Regions from separate parts of the Rattus norvegicus genome. Here region 2 is linked to region 1. A link is a contact called in public Hi-C data. All regions are on one chromosome and are shown on one strand. Each heading gives the region's core, a stretch centred on a gene start, on an enhancer-like site or on the middle of the called end of the contact. The rest is flanking DNA. Distances are from core to core; before and after follow the strand shown. Region 1 overlaps Stim2 (stromal interaction molecule 2). Region 2 has its middle 56 kb from the start of Stim2.

Region 1 (6,030 bases), core at 2,003-4,502:
GGTTATCCTCCATATCTTCCTATTTAATAGCAGCATCTGTTTCTTTCAGGAATAATTGTATTAATGAGTTGATAAGATTTGAATTTGATAAAAATGAATTTAAGCTCAAATAGACAAGAAACTTACTGGGCATACAGTTTTTCATTGGAACACAGGGGATGGCAGTGACTTTAGCCCAGCTCACCATTTTTGAATCTGTCTTTGAATTCATTGTTCATGGAGAATTAGAACAACAATTCTTCTTAAGCAGTGACTTTAACTTTTTGGAAGGGATTGGAGGTAAGAGGGGAAAAGTGGAGGGTAGACAGGAGAGGCTCAAGAAATTATTTTACCATACAAATTGGGTTATTCATTAGTTTATCTTCTGAGTTCTATAGTGTGAGCATATAAAATGCTAAAAATTCTTTCCCATGTTTACCAATATCAGATATTTTGTGGCAGAAGTTAATAATAATGCTTCTCTAGTTCTCCCACCTTTTAATATTAGGTTTCTGTGTGTTGTACTGGCTGCATTCCCACCAATCCAGAGCCTGTGGCTTTAGCAAACGTAAGCATATCACACTTGCAGTATGAGATAGGTGAGGACTACTCTGCTTTGGTAGCTGTCTCAAATATTCTAGTGTGTTTTCCAGGAGCATGATTTTGGACTGCGTTCTCTATCAGAAGTGTAATTGGAAGCTTGGAAAGAGAATAGGTTGAGTTAGTTTCCTTTAAGACTAAGTCTAGATTCTTAGAATAATTTTTACAAATGGCCCCCAAATGTAATCTCTCTAGCTTCCAATAAAACTGTACAATTTTAAGTGCTGAAGGCTGATTTTTATCACAAAACTAAATGTTAATCCCTGTGCCTAACTGATATTCACTGTGCTTTGTTGATTGGCTTGGAAGTGCAGTATAGTATATTTCATTTCTTCCTTCCCTCCCTTCCTTCCTTTCTTTGACAGTAGAACTTTATTTTAAAATCTGAACACTTTATTTTAGTAAGCCTGCCTCTCTTCTCCCCTCCCACCTGCCCTCTTCCCCTGGTCCTTTCTTTTTCTGCTTTTTTCTCTCTCTTTTTATACATGGAGACTCAAAATGACCTCAAATAATGAATACTTTTTGTTAAGGAAGCTTGATTATCAACAGTTTCCTTGATTGCAAGGGACAAAAGTCATAATTACGTTATTCAGTGAGTTACAAATGATTTATTTAGCTATTTCTGTGAGGCATGAATTATTTCAGACACTGGGCATAGAATATTCCATCAAGTTAGATGTCTTACCCTCATGGAGTCAACAGAATCAGGGAGAGAATGAGCACGTTTGGATTTCCATGTGTGAATAGATATATTTACAATATAGAACTATAAGTACAGTTAAATTATGTAATTAGACTATGACAGCGTAACAAGATAGGCAGTGATCAGGGAAGACAAGGGCTATTTAAATAATATAGTTCAGGACAAACTATCTCAAGTGTAATATTTGGTTGTAGACCTGTTTGCTGATAGTGAGGCAAGGGTTGGTCCTGTGAACTATATTCTGGGAGACTTAGGGGCCATATAGTTTAAGGTCCCCAAGACTGGCAATGGTTTCATATATTTAAAGGAGTATAATAAGAAGGCGTATGTAGTAGGCTGTAATAAAGGATAGCATAAGAGAGATGGACATCTCCAGATTCCCTATTAGACTTTTTTACAGCCACATATAGATCTAGGATTTGTTATAAGTATATTTTAATAATATCTCCATTTAGGAGTTTTGAGTTCATTTTTGTTTTTTCTTGTGTGCATGTGTGTGAGTGTGTAGTGCCCATGCACACAGAAGCTCAAGGTTGGTGGTGAGAATCTTTCCACTTGGTCTTTCATCTTATTCTTTGAGGCATGGTTTCTGAATCAAACGTACGGCTGGCCAGTATGTCTAGTCTTGCTAACTGGCTTGCTCTAGGGATTCTCTGCCTCAGCCCTCTGGGAATGAAATTGCAGTCAGGTGGCCACACTCACCCGGCAGTTCTATAGGTTCTGGGATCTTAACTCAATTCTCTTGCTTCCAGGGCTGTGCTTTATGCTGAACCTACTCTGTCTAGGAGTAGCTGCTGGTGAGGGTCTGGGAGTGAACTTGAGCAGTGGTGACTGTCTGGTGAGAGCAGGGTGGCAGACTGGCCAATCAAGTTCTAGTTTGAAAAAATAGTTAGCATTATATTTACTGTGTGATTGGATACTGGATATTGGTACGAACAAGAATAAGAATAAAGGTTTTGCATTTCAATAGTGTCACAATTTGGAGGATTGTAATAATTAGGGGAAATGTCTGGATAAGCTTGTGGGTGCTCAATGGAAAGAACAAATGCTAACTGAGCTTTTTTAATGATGGGTGAGGTAGAAGACAGAGGGCTATGAGGCCAGAAACAGTAAGATTTGAGAGAGAGTACTGAGAAACATCCAAAGAGAAAGAAAACTAAGAGAGTGTGAGGGTCCGGAGACCTCAGAAAGAGCATGTTTTAAGAATGGGTATGAACTCCAGAGAGGAGTTGAAGCAGCAGGCTTCATGGTTGGACCTTCAGTGTTCTAAATAGATGCAGGTTCATGCTGGCCAAGTGAAAGTAAATGGTGTAGTTTACACAGGAAGTGAAGACAGTAAATATTGTTGACTTCCTGAGGGAGGAATAGAGAATGGGATCCTGATACCAGAAGGAAGAAACAGGTTAAAAATGTTATTTTGTGGGGTCGAGAGGCAGTGGGGAGGGGTGTCTCACAACTGTCTGTAACTCCAGGTCCAAGGGATTTTGGATCCTTCTGGCCTCCGTAAGTATCCCCACTCACATCCTCACAGTTATATACACAACCATGAGTAAAAATGTTTTTAAACAGTTAGTTGTATTTTAAAGGATGGAGGTTTCACAGTGTGTTCATGTATTAATAGAATGCTCCAGTTCAGCAGTAATTGATACGGAGGAAGACCGCACCATCTTAATTGAAAAGCAGCCCTCACTGAGTTGGAAAGTGCAGATATATAATTAGACTGCTCATGCTGGTCTCACTGTCTTGTCTGTTGGGATTTTATCTGCTAATTTCTAGAGGCTTATTCTTAATTTCTAGAGGATCTTAGCCTCTGTGGGCTTGCATTTTCAAGGATGGTGACCAAAAGAAAGTAGGCATCTTCCTTGCCTGTGCTAGTTAGAAAAGTGCCAGGAAGTCACACCAACCTGTCACTGGGGTGTTTTGGTTACATCTTTCTGACTTCATTCCCTCAGATGATCAGAAAGTGTAGAAGTGGAATACTAGCACACCCAGCCCTACAGCCAGGTTAGCGAGAGCAGTTAGACAGGGAAGAGCAGACCGAGGCTGATAAAATCCAGGATGGATGCAGGCTGGGGCCTGGCCACGGGTTAGAACAATCTGATAGGCTTTTGACTGCAAATTAAGTTTTTCTGAAATCTCGAAACAAACAAATGGATACTGTAATATTGTATTAAATCTCAATTTTATCAAAATGAGCTAATACAGCTTTGAAAATTGAAAACAAACAAAAAGAAAAAAAACTTACCTACTTATTAAAGCAGTTTTCCTAGGTACTGCCTGGTACTTTGTCTGTGACAGGTCCAAACTGACTGAGTTTATAAACTTACTTTTGAGAGAGGGTTTTATTTTGTAACTGGGCTGGCTTTAGGGATAGCCTCCTGAATCAGCTGAGTGCTGAAATTACAGGCAGGTGCCTCTTCCCCCAGCATCACTGTAGAAGGAAAGCAGTCAATCAGAGGTTGTATAAAACTCAGGAATACTATGTACACTGAATGAATTTAGAAATCTTGACAAGAGAGATGCCTTCCAAATATTTGTGTATTAGAAGAGTAGGTGTTTTTTTCTATACCACCCAAACACTCATAGAATACCATTGTTATTTATTACACTCCAGTCATTACCGAGACTTAGGTTTCGGTATATTTTTAAAACAGAAAGAATGTAAAAGGTTTTTACAGTGTTGTTTCTTCATTTACATGAGAATTAGATCTGAGTACTGTTGACTTTTCCCAGTAAGGCTCCTCCAGGATAGACAATGGGCACTGTACAGTGAATACACCTGGAATTTATAAAAGCTTCAAAGAGTTGTCTAGTACAGTATTACTTCAGGAATTTTCCATAGGTAATTGCTGCCATCACATCTAGAAGAAGCAGTACTTTTATGTCCCACTCTATTATAAAATAATAGTTCACTTAGGTTTTTATTGACTCTTGTCACTTTCTTTATGATCTAGTGTAGGATCTGGTTAGCATTTTTTCAAAAATCAATTTGATGCCATTGTGATTAGTCATCTTTTTTATATTAACAGGAAGGAAGGATCAGCGTTCTCTAGGGACAGTTGCGCAGTGTCTTAGTTATGGTTTTACTGCTGTGAACAGACAAGATGACCAAGGCAATTCTTACAAAAGACAACATTTATTTGGGGCTGGCTTACAGGTTCAGAGGTTCAGTCCATGTCATGAAGGTAGGAGCATGGCAGCTCTCAGGCAGATGTGGGGCTGGAGGAGATCAGAGTTCTACATCTTCATCCAAAGGCAGATAGGAGACTGTCTTCCAGGCAGCTAGGACGAGGATCTTTTTTTTTTTTTTTTTTAAGAATTATTTTTTAAATATTTTATTTATTTATTATATATATGAGTACACTGTAGCTGTCTTCAGACACACCAGAAGAGGGCATCAGATCTCATTACAGATGGTTGTGAGCCACCATGTGGTTGCTGGGATTTGAACTCAGGACCTCGGGAAGAGCAGTCGGTGCCCTTAACCACTGAGCCATCTCTCCAGCCCTAGGACGAGGATCTTAAAGTCCATGTCCATGGTGACACACTTCCTCTAGCAAGGCTACACCTACTCTAACAAGGCTACACCTCTAAATAGTGACACTTTCTGGGCAAAGCATATTCAAACCACAACACGAAGTTCTTACACTAGTAGCTTTTTATTTTGCAAGTAAATTTGTTAGGTATGATTTAGAAGTCAATTATAGTTTGTTGACAGTTCTATTACAAGTAATTCCTAGATAATAAAGAGTTTTGCTTACATGGTCCATCAAATACATGAATGAATAGTTCATAACTAAATAGGACCTTGAATTATATTTCATAAAATCATATTGATTTATCTCTAACACTTTTGAAAGAGAGAGCAGGTTACTGTTTTCATTGGCTCATCTGGAGACAAGAGAGAGAGAGAGAGAGAGAGAGAGAGAGAGAGAGAGAGAGAGAGAGGCAGACAGAGACAGAGACAGACACAGAGACAGACACAGACAGAGACTGACTAAAATATCTAGATCTAGTCACAAGAAGCCTAAGAAATACAATGTAGATTTGGAAACCAGTAAGCAGCTAATTAGAACAGTGAAAATAATATGAAATAAGCAGTAAGAGATTGTTGTCAGCTCCAACCCATAAAATTGAAAGTAAATATGAGATGTTTTAGATGTTTTAGTAATTTAACCACATGTAATCACTATGTTTCTAAAGACACTTCTAAAATTACAGATTATTCCTTACTGCAAAGTCATGAATCAGCCTTTCTTTAAACTGTAGTTGTTAAAGTTGTCTCAGTTGTTTATAGTGGCTGTTATTTTTGTATAAATACCAGAAACCTATAGTAAAAGATTTCCAGTATTATGTATTTTCATCATACATCTTCTCAACTTATTTCTAGATGAATTCTGATGTAGACTTGCTATAGGTTTAAGAACTTTTACCTTTTCATCACTTATTAAAGAAAGACCCTCCTCCTTTCCTGAACAGACAAGATCAATATTTGCAAGTAATGAGAGCCTTGGTTTGACTTCATATGTTCAGTTCTCCATGTGACTTCAGGTGAATAAGGTTCCCTAAGTTCCTGCGTTTCCATTTGTAAACTGTAGCTATTAGCACTCTCCTGGTAGCAAGTCTGCACTCACAGACAGCTGTGCTGAGGATTTGGGAGAATGGGGCCCTGTGTTTGTTGTTATCATTGTCATTGTTTAAGGTCCCCATTCTGGCTGGGTGAAGTCGAATGTCTTTAATCTCAGCAC
Region 2 (6,030 bases), core at 1,942-4,441, 150 kb before region 1:
TCTGCATAGCCCGACCTACCTGTCAGGCTAGCTCCCAGTTAAGGGGACATGGACATGTCTTGGTGCTATGCATGATTGCTGAAGCTGGTTCTTAATTATCTGGCACTGTCAGTGTGGGGAGAGTTGGCAAGCCCTGGCCCAGGTGGCTGCCTACTGGCAAAAGAGCAGCAAAAAATTAAACTGGAACAAGAGTTTGGGGTTTCCATCTCATTCATTTGGATGGGCAGTTGTCATCTTTAAACGATTGGCTGAATTCTTACCCTAGCTATAACGACAGAAGGCCCATATGGAGATTGACAGCTTGGGCCAGGTCCCAGCTCTCTTTTGCATCACTGACGAACTTTCAGGCAAGTTTTCTCATCCTTCTGCACTTCGGTTTTTCTCTGTGTGAAGACTAAGAATCTGCCATTGGCAGAGACTGGCATGTGGCACTTACGACATTCTTGACACACCACCACCACACTGGTCCTCCCAGCCCAGCTTTCCTTGCAGTTAGGGCTGCTGTGTCCTCAGATTCTCTTTCAATGGAATGTGATCCTTTACTCTCTCTCTCTACCACCTGCTGGTCAAGGGTGTGTCAGATCCAGGGGCCTTGGAGAGTGATGGAGCTACTATAATGTAGGAGGAGCCTAGGGCCCCAAGTTGCCATGAGAAAAGCTAGCTGCCAAACATTTCCACTGAATGACTACTGAAAAACAAACAAAAACACAAGGCAAATTAATAAAATAAAAACAAAAATATATTAAGCTAAAAGGCTTAGACTTTAGGGTGAATTTTTATAAAGGGTATCCTGCCTCTTAAGGTTGTTGGTAGTCTAAAGTAAATTAACCTAGGAGTGCCTTTAGAGCAACTCCTGAGGCATTATATAAATGTTCTATATGCTTGTGTGTTATTGTGAAGTATTGATAGATAAATAAAATGAGAAAGGACAAAATAGGATTTGCAAAGGTATTCACCAACAGTCTTATTTCTTAAATTACTCTGTGTTTGTGTCTGTGTCTGTGTGTACACACATTTAATACATATATATTAAATATGTGTGTGGCTATAAACTTTACACTTTAGAGACAAAAGATGAAATTATAGAAAAGTATGTTGGGTCATTCATGAATTAGTATTATCCATTAATATATTTTCATGGTCCTTACAGAAAAGCAAGTTCCTTCAGAGAGATCGACTTTTAGATGAGGCAGGTAGAACATTCATTCTCAACCAAATATAGTGTTTATGCAGAAATAATCATCAACATACTTGCCTATATGGGGGAATGAGTGAGCGTGTGAAACCAGACCTGTGGTGATGCAGAAATGAAGCCGGACTTCTGGCGATGCTTCTGCAGCATATGTTGGTGTTCCCTTGTAGTGTCACCTTTATGTCCCCATGAACAAAGCATAGCACCCAAGTCATCTCTAGTCTTCTCTTTGTCACCAGGAAGTGTCCAACCTACTACCATGTCCTTCTTGCATCCCCAAGTCCCCCTTTACTGCCACCTTTCCTCTTGCCGCACACTGCCTCTTACAGAGAATCTCAGGCCTTTCTGGAGAAGGGTCCAAGTGGCAGAGCAGAACAAGCCAGTCACATTCATTCTTTAGTGATAGGCTTGGCTCCTTCGAGTAGCATGTTTTTTTGGGTACTTGCTATGAACTATGAAATAATGTAATGAACAAAGCTGGTAAAAGTCTCTCTGGATACATTTTGGTGAAAGAAAGTAGAGAATAAATAAGTGAAGTCATGGCATATTAGATGTGATAAATCTAAGTGGAGAGCAAGCTAGGGGAGTGTAGTGGTTTCAGAATGCATTTAGAAGAGGCCATTTTAAGCCAGGTGGTAAAGACTCATGGAAAAGTAGCATTTAGTTCAAGGCTAGAGAAAGTGATGGGGTGGGCACATGAGGAGTTAGGAGAAACACACGGGGGGTGGAGTGAGGTCTTTGAGCTTCATAGGGAGGTTATCTTTGATTTTGAGCAAGGAGAAAGTCATGGAGGGTTCTATGTAGAGAACCTGACATGTTTAATGAAAGGATCATATCAGTTGCTAGATGGAGGAAAGTCAAACACAGGCAAAGCACAAAGCTATGAGACTAGGACAGGAATCTTGGCAAGAGATGATAGAGTACGGTGACTTGAGCCAAGCTGAGGATGGCATGAGTGCAAATCCTGCAAATATTTGTGGATAGAGCCAGACAATTTTCTGGCTGATTAGAGATAGGAGTTTAAGAGTAAAGGAGGAATCAAAACTGACTCCATGGGTTGAGGTCCAAAAATATGAAAACCTCGTTGTGATTTGATGAGATAGGGCAGGAGCAGGCTTACCCAGGGAGGGCAAGTTTCCTTTCTGGGTAAGTTAAGTCTGAGATGCATGTTCCCCATCCAAATGGGGACATTGAAGACAAATATGTAACAAGAATTCAGGGGAAAGGTCCAGGCAGAGAAATACATTTAGAAGATGTCGGCATATAGATGGAATTTCAAGTTGGGAAGCTGGCTGGGATCATAGGTCAGAACACATGGATAGAGCAGACGTCAAAAAAGCAACCCTCCACCCATAGTAAGGGGTCTGGAAGCTGAGGAGAAACCACAAAAGAGACCAAGCAGAGAAGGGGTACCTGGCAGAATGCAGGGTTCTGAGAGCTGAGTAAAGAAAAGTACTTCCAGAAGACGTGAATAAACTGCCACAGAGGTCAACAAACAGGGCTGAAAATGGACCACTGAAATTAGCAACATGGAATCTTCTAGAGACTTAGCAAGAGCAAAATAGAAGCCAAACACTGACAGGAGTGGGCTGAAGAAAGATCAGGATAAGGACAAGTGGAGACAGAAAATTCAGACACAACCTGTTCCATACTATAACAGGAGCAACTCACCAAGGCATGGCTGGAGGGGAACACCGGGCCAATAGTTTTTTTTTTCCTTCAGGCAAGAAAAATTGCACCTTAGTCGTATATATTGACCAGAGCAGCCAGACATGATAGTAAGTTTCCTCTAAGTGTGTGTTCTCCCCTTTTTCCTAAGGATTGTTTTAATTTGTGAGTAATCTGATTTCTGCAGATCTTTTAATAAAATGAAGCTGCATGAAAAAATTCTGTTTGTCCCATTTCCCTGCAAATACTGAACAGGGCCTGTCGGCCCTTGTGTGAGAAGCTGCGTTTAGATCAAGCCTGCTGGTTTCCCTAGGTTTCCTGGCCTCCAGCCCACAGCACAGCTGTTCTGTGGATACTCCCTTCCCTCCACACAGGCCAGGCCTGACTACATTCATGTAGCCTCGTGCCTTTCCAGGAAAATAGACCCACTAAGAAGGTGATTCTGCAACAACAATCACGAATAAGCTTATCTTTCTCCTTTAGAAAGTTCAAACTAGCAAGTTTTCAGATAAAAATTACTTGGACTTTTTAAAACTTTTTTATTTTTTTATCCTTAATGCCAACATTAACCAGTCAAAAGACGCAGGCAAGCAAGTCATGTGGAAGATGGAGTGGTGATTGTGCGACTGAGTCAGGAACTGTGAGGATAAAAGTAGGGGGCCACATAGTGACACACAAACTGAGTAGGGTGACTTGACTCTCATTGACAGGTCATGTTTTCCTGATACCATGTGTGGCGCTTTGAAGGAAAATGGCCCCCATAGACCCATAGTGGGTGGCAGTGTTAGAAGGTGTGGCCTTGTTGGAGGAAGTGTATCACTGGGGATGGGCTTTGAGGTTTCATAAGTTCAGGCCAGACTCAGTGTCTCTTTTGTCCTGCAGTCCGAGGATCTGGATGTAGGACCCTTACTACCTCTCCAGCGCCATGTCCACTGCCATGCTTCCCATTGTGACGATACTAGACTAAACCTCTAAACTGTAAGGCAGCACCAAAGAATGTTTTCTTGTATAAGAGTTGGCATGGTCATGGCGTCTGTTCACAGTAATAGAAACCCTAACTGAGTCACTATGTTTTCTATGTTTGTCAGAATTCAGCTTATGATTTAGGGTAGACATTCAGGCCCACTTAACAAAAGTGAGCATTTACTCACATAGTAAGGATGCACAAACAGAATGAGTCGCCTCCAGGCATACTGGTCAATGGTACAACTGATGTCACTCAGAATCCAGCTCTTCTTTCTCCTTCTGGGCAGTGTATGGTTCGTAGATGCCTTTCTAGAAGCAATAAAGACTGGCAACCTCTGGCAGCTCTTGATAATCTTGCGTCATAGCAAATGAAATCCCAGGGCAGAAGCAGTCTCCTTCCTAATACTCTAATTAAGCCCTTGGAGAATGTTTGATTGGTCCATTTTGGGTCATCTCTGAGTTCCTGAGTCAATCACTGGCCAACGGGATAGAGAATGATGACTAGCTAAGCCTGAGTCACGGTCTGTACTTGGATGGAGATGAGATCACAGGGAAGCAGGTGTCCTAAAGGGAAATTAATACTCGCTTGCCAAAGAGAGAGGAGCTGCATGCTGCTGGAGCTACTGGAACATGGCGCGTGGCTCCACCCCTCAGGCCAATTTTCTTATAAAGGAAAGGTGCTCGTTTTTTATGAAGGGTTCTTACTGCTGTTAAAGATCACCCAGGGAGGGAGGGGGAGGGAAGAGACTGGCAGAGCACTGAAAGCTCTTTCTTGGTTACCGCTTTCAATTTTGAAATTGAACTTCTAAAAAGAAAATGAGCCAAAAGAAACCAGGAAGATTAAATTCATAAAGATAAAAAATTTAAAAGACAATATAATAAAAAGTAAAGCCATCCCAACTTCAACTACTTGAAAAGCTTACTAAATAGATTAGGAGACCTTCATAGAGGGTAAAAGAAATCATAGAGTTAAGGATAGAGCTCAATGGTTCATGTGACCTGAATGTGTGAGAACTAGATCAACTCCTAACACCAAAAAAAAAAAAAAAAAAAAAAAAGAGAGAGAGAGAGAGAGCGAAACACCTAGTTTAGAAAAAAAAGGCACAGTCACATATATGAAAGAAATCAAGAGGACACAAAGGTCTTAAATATCAAAATTTAAAATATTAAAATATGCATATTCTATAAGCAATATGTAAAATATCAAACTCTAGTGAGTATAAGCACAAGGTCTTCTAGAGGACCTGGAAGGGATGATGTCAACCCTGGAACGCTTTATGATCAGAGAGTTTCACAGGCAAGTGTCAACTGTCCAAAATAGATGGTTAAAATATAACGCGAATAACTCTGGGCCACAGAGAAACCTAAATTCTGTAATTCAATATTAGAATTATTAAAAATTACATGAAAAAAAATCACCCAATAAGAGTCCAGCAGTTAATCGAAAGTAGTAACTAAAGGATAAATAATAGTTACATAGTTGGGTTATCTCAGATCAGAAAAATCTGTCACCAGGGTTCATTATTACAACAATCTCCCAGGGATGTGTTCTTTGTTATAAATGACAAATCAACTAATTTAAATCAATGGTTCTCAACCTTCCTAATGTGGTGACCCTTTAATGAAGTTCCTCATGTTGTGGTGACCCCAACCACAAAATTATTTTCACTGCTAATCCATCACTGTAATTTTGCTACCGTTATGAATCATAATGTAAATATCTGATATGCAGGATAGCTGATATACAACCCCTATGAAAGGGTCATTGGACCCACAAAGGGGTCACAACTCACAGGTTGAGAATCACTGATTTAAGGTTACTCTGTGTGATTCTACGGCCTGGATGAATTCAAATGAGAAGATCTTATCCCTGTGCTATTACTGTGTGACTTACATAATGAATGGGACCAAGTGACTTTCCAGCATTTGTAGACTGGCCCATTCTTTCACACAGCACTGTACAGGATTCTGAGTGCGGACCTCTTCCAAGAGCACCAGTCCTATTGTGCAATTGCATATCCGGTTCTGATTGCATCATGCCTGCCCATGTCCAGTTGGCTAGAGTCAGATGCATGTGTCAAATCGATGTGGGAAAGAACAGCACGGAGGCAGGAAACACATGCAGGTACAGTTGTTCTAGTCACCACAATCAGCACACCATGCATTTGATACAGCATGCAAGCAATTTCAAATAAACACCTAAA

What was found. A called contact is a pair of places that touch in the nucleus more often than the background predicts.
Region 2: a contact with region 1 is called in a Hi-C map of psoas muscle, with 1.4 times the contacts expected there. The contact joins two enhancer-like sites. A contact is called at or near these places in 2 of 12 Hi-C or Micro-C datasets (mammary epithelial cells and psoas muscle) and 1 of 1 datasets of contacts at active chromatin or transcription factors (oligodendrocytes).

Annotation. Positions count from the first base shown.
Region 1 is chr14:61,120,928-61,126,957 of GRCr8, reverse strand. All of the region lies in intron 3 of Stim2 (stromal interaction molecule 2), which reads left to right. Among named protein-coding and RNA genes, the nearest start is that of Stim2, 93 kb to the left of the region's middle. Within about 2 kb of position 3,252, at least 1 of the 93 cell types and tissues checked has an H3K27ac peak or open chromatin away from gene starts, as enhancers often do.
Region 2 is chr14:61,269,787-61,275,816 of GRCr8, reverse strand. No RefSeq gene overlaps it. Among named protein-coding and RNA genes, the nearest start is that of Stim2, 56 kb to the right of the region's middle. Within about 2 kb of position 3,191, at least 11 of the 93 cell types and tissues checked have an H3K27ac peak or open chromatin away from gene starts, as enhancers often do.